Regions from separate parts of the Mus musculus genome. Here region 2 is linked to region 1. A link is a contact called in public Hi-C data. All regions are on one chromosome and are shown on one strand. Each heading gives the region's core, a stretch centred on a gene start, on an enhancer-like site or on the middle of the called end of the contact. The rest is flanking DNA. Distances are from core to core; before and after follow the strand shown.

Region 1 (2,700 bases), core at 33-2,532:
TCAGTCGACATCCTGACCACCCCTGAAATGCCCCAGAGAAGATGCATTTCAGCAGGGGGCCCCGATGAGCCACCTATAGGCTCCATCTGAAGTAGAGATGTTGCCAAAACAGCCAGGTTGCCTTGGGAAGGAAGTATGGTGTGGAGGAAGGGGGGGGGGGGACGACACGGGTCGGGTGGAGAGTGGGTGAGGGTGGAGGGTGAAGAGGCGTGGTGTGGGGGTGGCGTCAATGGTGAGGTATGCGAGGAGTAGAGGGTGGTGTGGAGGGCGAGGGTGAAGGCTAAAGTGTCCCTCTGTGGCAGACAGAAAGGGCTCCCACCCCAAACTCACCCTACACCTACATCCAAATCCCTGGAGCATGCGCTGAGGTCATGCAACCCGCAATTGACGGAACTGGAGTTCCTGGTTGAATTAACATTTCTGGTCAGCTGACCATGCAGTAGGGAAGCCACCACCAGCACTAACCCACCAGCATTAACCCCAAGACCCCCATTTCAAGCTTCGGAGCTTCGGAGTTGTGAGCTGCTAAGGTCGTGATTCATTCGAAGCCACTGGTTTGTGGTTGTTACAGCAGCAACAGGAAACTCCTGCCATCTGAGTGTGTGACTGCCTTCGCAGAGCAGCTGCTTCATCGCCTTTTCAAGACACGCCCCTTGGAGAGCCCCTTGGTAGTGTTATGGTATTCACTGGCAGAATCTTCTGGAAAAACAAGCTGGTCAAAGCAGGAAGGCTGCTTCTGCAGTGTCTTCCTCCTAGCCTGCTGTTTCCTCCTTTAAGGTGTTCTGTTTACAGATGGACCCAAAGATGATAGTTTGCATTTGATGACCATGGCACTTACAATTCAAATGTAGTCTAAAAGAGCTGGGAATTTGATTTTTTTTTCTTCCCTTGCCCGATCACTAATTTTAGAGACACAATCGTTGCAGAAGGCATTGATCTTTTGTGCTGCACCAGATATTAGATATTATTTGCCAGGAAAGGGTTGAGGGAGGGCAGCAGGGAGGGGCCACGGGGGTTGGCAGACTGTGGTTTCTACTGCTTGCAACACCCATCAGTCATCCTGCTTGATGCAACTTGCGGAAGCCCTAAGAACGGCATGGCAAGGGGGGAGGGGAACAGCAGACCCTCTGTAGTGGGGAGCTCAGCCCCTGACTGGTGGACCTGCTTTCTTCAGAATAAACTTAAGTGTTGGGTTTTGGTGACTATTTATGGAGGTTCACACAGTTACTGTCATGGCTGGGACACAATACTGTGGCTTGCACTAGGACAACCATACAGACCTGCAAGACTCAAGCTAGTTCTGACACATGCAAGCCCACATGTTTCCTGTCACCTATGTCTGTTCTCGGAGGCAGTATCTCGGTAAGGAAGGTTGAGGAGAGCCAACGACTGTCCAGTTTCTCAGGGCCTACCAGAGGGTTCCCTTTTCTGCAACAAGCCACAGGAGGAGGAAGGATTGGTACATTAAGGTTTCCCTTTCTTTAAAACCTTTCCCCTCCCCTCTCCTCCCATTTTGTCCCCTCCCCTCCCTTTTTGTCCCCTCCCCTCCCCCTCAAGACAAACCATGTAGGCCAGCCCCAAGTAGAGGATGTCATGTCTTAGTGGGATTCATGCTGTATTTATGCTTCATAAAATTTAAAAAGTTTATAAAGTTAAGCTACCAGAAAATGGAGTTGAATATAAGAAAAATTCCAGTAGCCACATGGAGATACTGTTTCCTCCATAATGGATCAGTCAATATTTTCCAAGATTCGACTCAGTTTGGAGGCTCAGTAGGATGGGAAGGGGAATAATGTCACCTTCTAAGGTACAACTTGGAGGGGTCAAAAGGTTTGCGGAAAGAAACCAGCGTTCTGTAACAGAGGCTCAACCACACTTCTATGTATCGCTCTGTTATCTTGCTGTTCAGGGTCTGCTGTTTCCTTACTTGATAAAGTTACCTGTAAAACAGAGATGTGAGCTTGAAGTGTTTCACTGAGTGGCGAGAGAAGCAGGTAGCATCCGCCAATCCTTAGGTATGATTTTTGATGAAAAAGTATCAAAGGTCTTTCTAGTTGAAATTTGCTACAGTGTGTCGGCGCAGAGGCCTGGAGCCCTGTCTGCCAGTGAACCAGAAAACTGTTACAGCCAGGGAGGCTTGGCTACCTATGCCTTGGAGCCCGTCGCCCACTCAATTCCCATTGGATTTTTAAATAGATTTCCTGAGATGTCTGAAAATTATGTAAATTAGAGGCCAGGGTCCAATTTAGAGATAATGTCATAAAAAATTAAGAATCTCTTTGAATAAGAGAATGACACATGCCTTTGAGGGAGGGGGATAAATCTAGTGTGTTTCTTCAGGACCAGGGAACATTCAGGCACCTGGAATTGTGTGTCAAGAGTGTGTTCAGCAGCCTCCCACTGAGCACTGTGCTGAGACTAGGATTTGGGTCTGTTTAGTTTTCATAGGACTTTGAAGATGGGAACCTTGCTGGTTCTTAATGAAAGGGTACCCTGATTGCTTGGGGCTGGCTGGTATGGAATGGGCTGTGGTTTAGATAGTGTGCCAGTCAGACTTTGTGTTGCTGTGACCTAAATAAAACTACCACACAGAAGAATTCCTCATTTCACTCACACTTTCTGAGGTTTTTGGCGCTCGTGGTGACAGAGTGTGGTGGGGCAGAATTGTTCAACTCGAGGCAACCAAGCAAGCAACATGGA
Region 2 (2,848 bases), core at 193-2,692, 570 kb after region 1:
CATCTATGTTCCCAACACCTCCTAATATGATATAGGCATGTAGTAGGTGTTTAAGAAAATCCCCACAGGGGCTGGAGAGATGATGGCTCAGCAATTAAAGCACTGGATGCTCTCACAGAGGTCCTGAGTTCAGTTCCTAGCAACCGCATGGTGGCTCACAAGCATCTAATCTGGGATCTGATGCCCTCTTCTGGCATGCAGATAGAGCACTCATATACATAAATAAATCTTTTTTTTTTAATCTCCCCAAAGGAATGACCCCATCTACATAAAACCAGTGGGCGCCATCTTGTGGAAGACTGTACAGTAACAATGGCCTAGATTCCAGACACCAGGCTGACAGGAAGGGAACCCTGACATGGACTCTGAAGCTAAGGGCACTGCTTGAAATGACAGACTTGGAAACTTTCCTTGAAGCTGTGTGTACACAATACAGCACACTTTTTTACTTAGATTCATGTAAGGGCATTGGAGATGATGGTGCGGGCAGGGAGGGGCAGCTATACCCATTCTCACAGGCCAGCCCTTGGCACTGCCCTTGAGTCTGCTTGATACCCAAAGCATACCCAAAGCAGCCAGATCAGTTCTCCACTCTCCTGCCCAGCAATACCTTTATGAGCCTCGCCTGGGTCTCCTCATTGCCTCGGAGAGGGGCAGAAACGGCCACCGACTGTTCTCTGTTTACTGGTTTCCCGGTGGGTCTGTGCCCCTTACTTTCCCAGCAGTTTCTTTTGTGTTGTTGTTGTTCTCAGCTCTTCCCAGGAGTCTAGCCCAGGCCACCAGGAGGCACTATTAGCCAGGAACACACAGTCCTAGTGACTGCTTAGGCGTCACAGAAACCTGCAGTTTATACAGCTTGTCAGACTCACTCAGAAAAGAAAGAATTGGAATTACAAACTTAGATGCAAACACAATTGCTTATTAAGAATGGGAAATCACAACAAAGCATCACATTTCAAATGCCCAGCTCTCTTTCTGATGAAACTTCTGTACAAGTACCAGAAATGCCCACCCCTGTATTCAAATCGGCTGGTCTGACCTCCTCTCCGTCCATCCCAACCCACCCTGCAACACCAGCGAGTCCATCTAGAGTCACGATCAGTACATTTCACCGGGGTTCTGTCCCCTGACTCCAGATCAGGCCCATGCATGTTCCCAAAGGCAACTCTCTGTCTCATGGATAGCACTCAACGGAGCCGATGAGCTGATGGTGACACCCAGGGGCTTAGAGATGTTGGTCCTGGGTTCCAGCGCAGGTGAGTCCACACGGGATGCCCTGGGAGGCACTCCTACCATCTTTTCACCTTAGAAGCCAGACTCCCTTCCCTCCCTCTCCCTCTCCCCTCTCCTCCTTTGGCTGGGAACTGGAAGCTAAGGGTCCAAGGTATAGAATGCCCGAAACAACAGAGAAGTGGTAGAGATGCGTGTTCCGTTCCCATGGTAACAGAGAGCGACTTAAACTCGAGATTGGAAGGGTGCAGTTGACTCGCGGCCAGGATCCAAGATTGGGTAAGAGCTCTGAAGGCCAGGCCTGGGCTCCTCCAGCCTTTGGGCCCTGGAAAGGAAGAAGCAATGGAGAGAGAGAGTCCAGGGTGGCAGAGTCCAAGGATAGCAACGGGATATGCCAAGTACCCAGACCCCTTTGTTGCTTGTTATTTTGTCTGTTTTGTTTTTTCTACTCCTGCACTACCTTGATCTTTCTGTTTCCTGCCTTGACACCATCCTCCCCCTGTGAAGAGTGGTGTTCTACTGGTCCAGTACAAATAAAGGGGTGGGTTCGTCTCCTCCAGAGAATCCAGGCACTGAAAAGAATCCTCAAATTAAAACTTGTCTTGCCCAGGCCTACCCCTGGGACTCAAAGCAGGTCACTCAGGTTTTTTCTACCACCACCACCACCACCACCCACCCACCCACTCACCCACCCCTGCCTCTCACTTTTGGGAGGTTTGAGAGAAACAGCACCCCCCTACCTAGCCTGGGGGGGGGGGGTCAAGAGGGAGCAGAGCCAAAGCCAAAGGTTGGCTTTTCACAAGTGTTCTGTACCGATGACTGCAAGCTCAAAGTCACCCCCTTTCAACGGCCAAATTCCAATATATTTGAAATCCTATTTGTTAAAAGAAAGCAAATAAGTAAATAAGCCCTAGACAATATTCTCAGCAGGGCACTGGGTGTCTGTTTGTAAAGGCTACAGCAATTGGTGCATGAGGGTTTAGTGAAGCTTTGGGAATCTAGAGTTTGTCCCTGGCATGTTTGAAGGTGGATTCAGACCAGCAAAACAGAAGCAGCCATCAGTAGTCCCCCTCAAGAGGAAAAGCAGCTGCCTTCCAGCAAGGGCCCTGCCAGAGAGCTAAATAACAGGACTTATAAACAGTTCCAGACAGCAGTGTTCCAGATTCGCAGAACACTGTAGGACTCCCCATGACGGAAGTGAGATCTGCCCCCTTGTTTCCTGCAGGTTTTCTAAACACCTGCTTCCAGAATCCCAGGGAAGCCCAGGGGTCCCAGGGTTCACTCAACGATGTCTTCATCCACTCCTGGCTTCACTGTCTGAGCCCATCACTCACCCCATTGGAAGGTTAGGTGGATGAAACATCCAAACCATTTGCAGTCAGTCTCCTGTATGCCTCTCTTCTGCAGCTCATTAATTCAGTGTACAAACTTCTGTTGAGAGCTCACAGTAAGCCAGGCATTGAGGTGGAATTGCATCCTGTGAGTGAGGCAGATGTGCCGACAGATGTGAGACTTGCAGAGGTACAGTGTGAGAGCTGGGGGGGGGGGGGGGTAAAGACACACTTTCTCTACACAAACCTAGAAACAAGAACAGCCTGGGGGAGCAGGCCCCAGATTC

Evidence for each region. Hi-C and Micro-C count contacts between places; a contact is called where the count stands out from the background.
Region 2: a Hi-C map of pre-B cells shows a contact between it and region 1, with 2.9 times the contacts expected there. The contact joins the promoter of Erich6b here to the enhancer-like site in region 1. A contact is called at or near these places in 19 of 39 promoter capture datasets (the 3T3-L1 cell line, the C10 cell line, the HPC-7 cell line and 11 more), 2 of 15 datasets of contacts at CTCF or cohesin (large pre-B cells and pro-B cells), 23 of 484 Hi-C or Micro-C datasets (B cells, the C10 cell line, CD8 T cells and 16 more) and 1 of 9 other capture datasets (embryonic stem cells).

Annotation. Positions count from the first base shown.
Region 1 is chr14:75,068,444-75,071,143 of GRCm38.p6, forward strand. No RefSeq gene overlaps it. Among named protein-coding and RNA genes, the nearest start is that of Rubcnl, 54 kb to the left of the region's middle. Within about 2 kb of position 1,283, at least 123 of the 459 cell types and tissues checked have an H3K27ac peak or open chromatin away from gene starts, as enhancers often do. A contact at or near this core is called in B cells, CD8 T cells, the HPC-7 cell line and 8 more, where this site is marked.
Region 2 is chr14:75,640,780-75,643,627 of GRCm38.p6, forward strand. Erich6b (glutamate rich 6B) reads left to right here and starts at 1,443. Exons shown (of 13, transcript NM_001369022.1): 1 at 1,443-1,509. Gm36219 (a long non-coding RNA gene) reads right to left here. Exons shown (of 6, transcript XR_383598.2): 2 at 2,565-2,707; 3 at 1,691-1,802; 4 at 1,065-1,555; 5 at 611-840.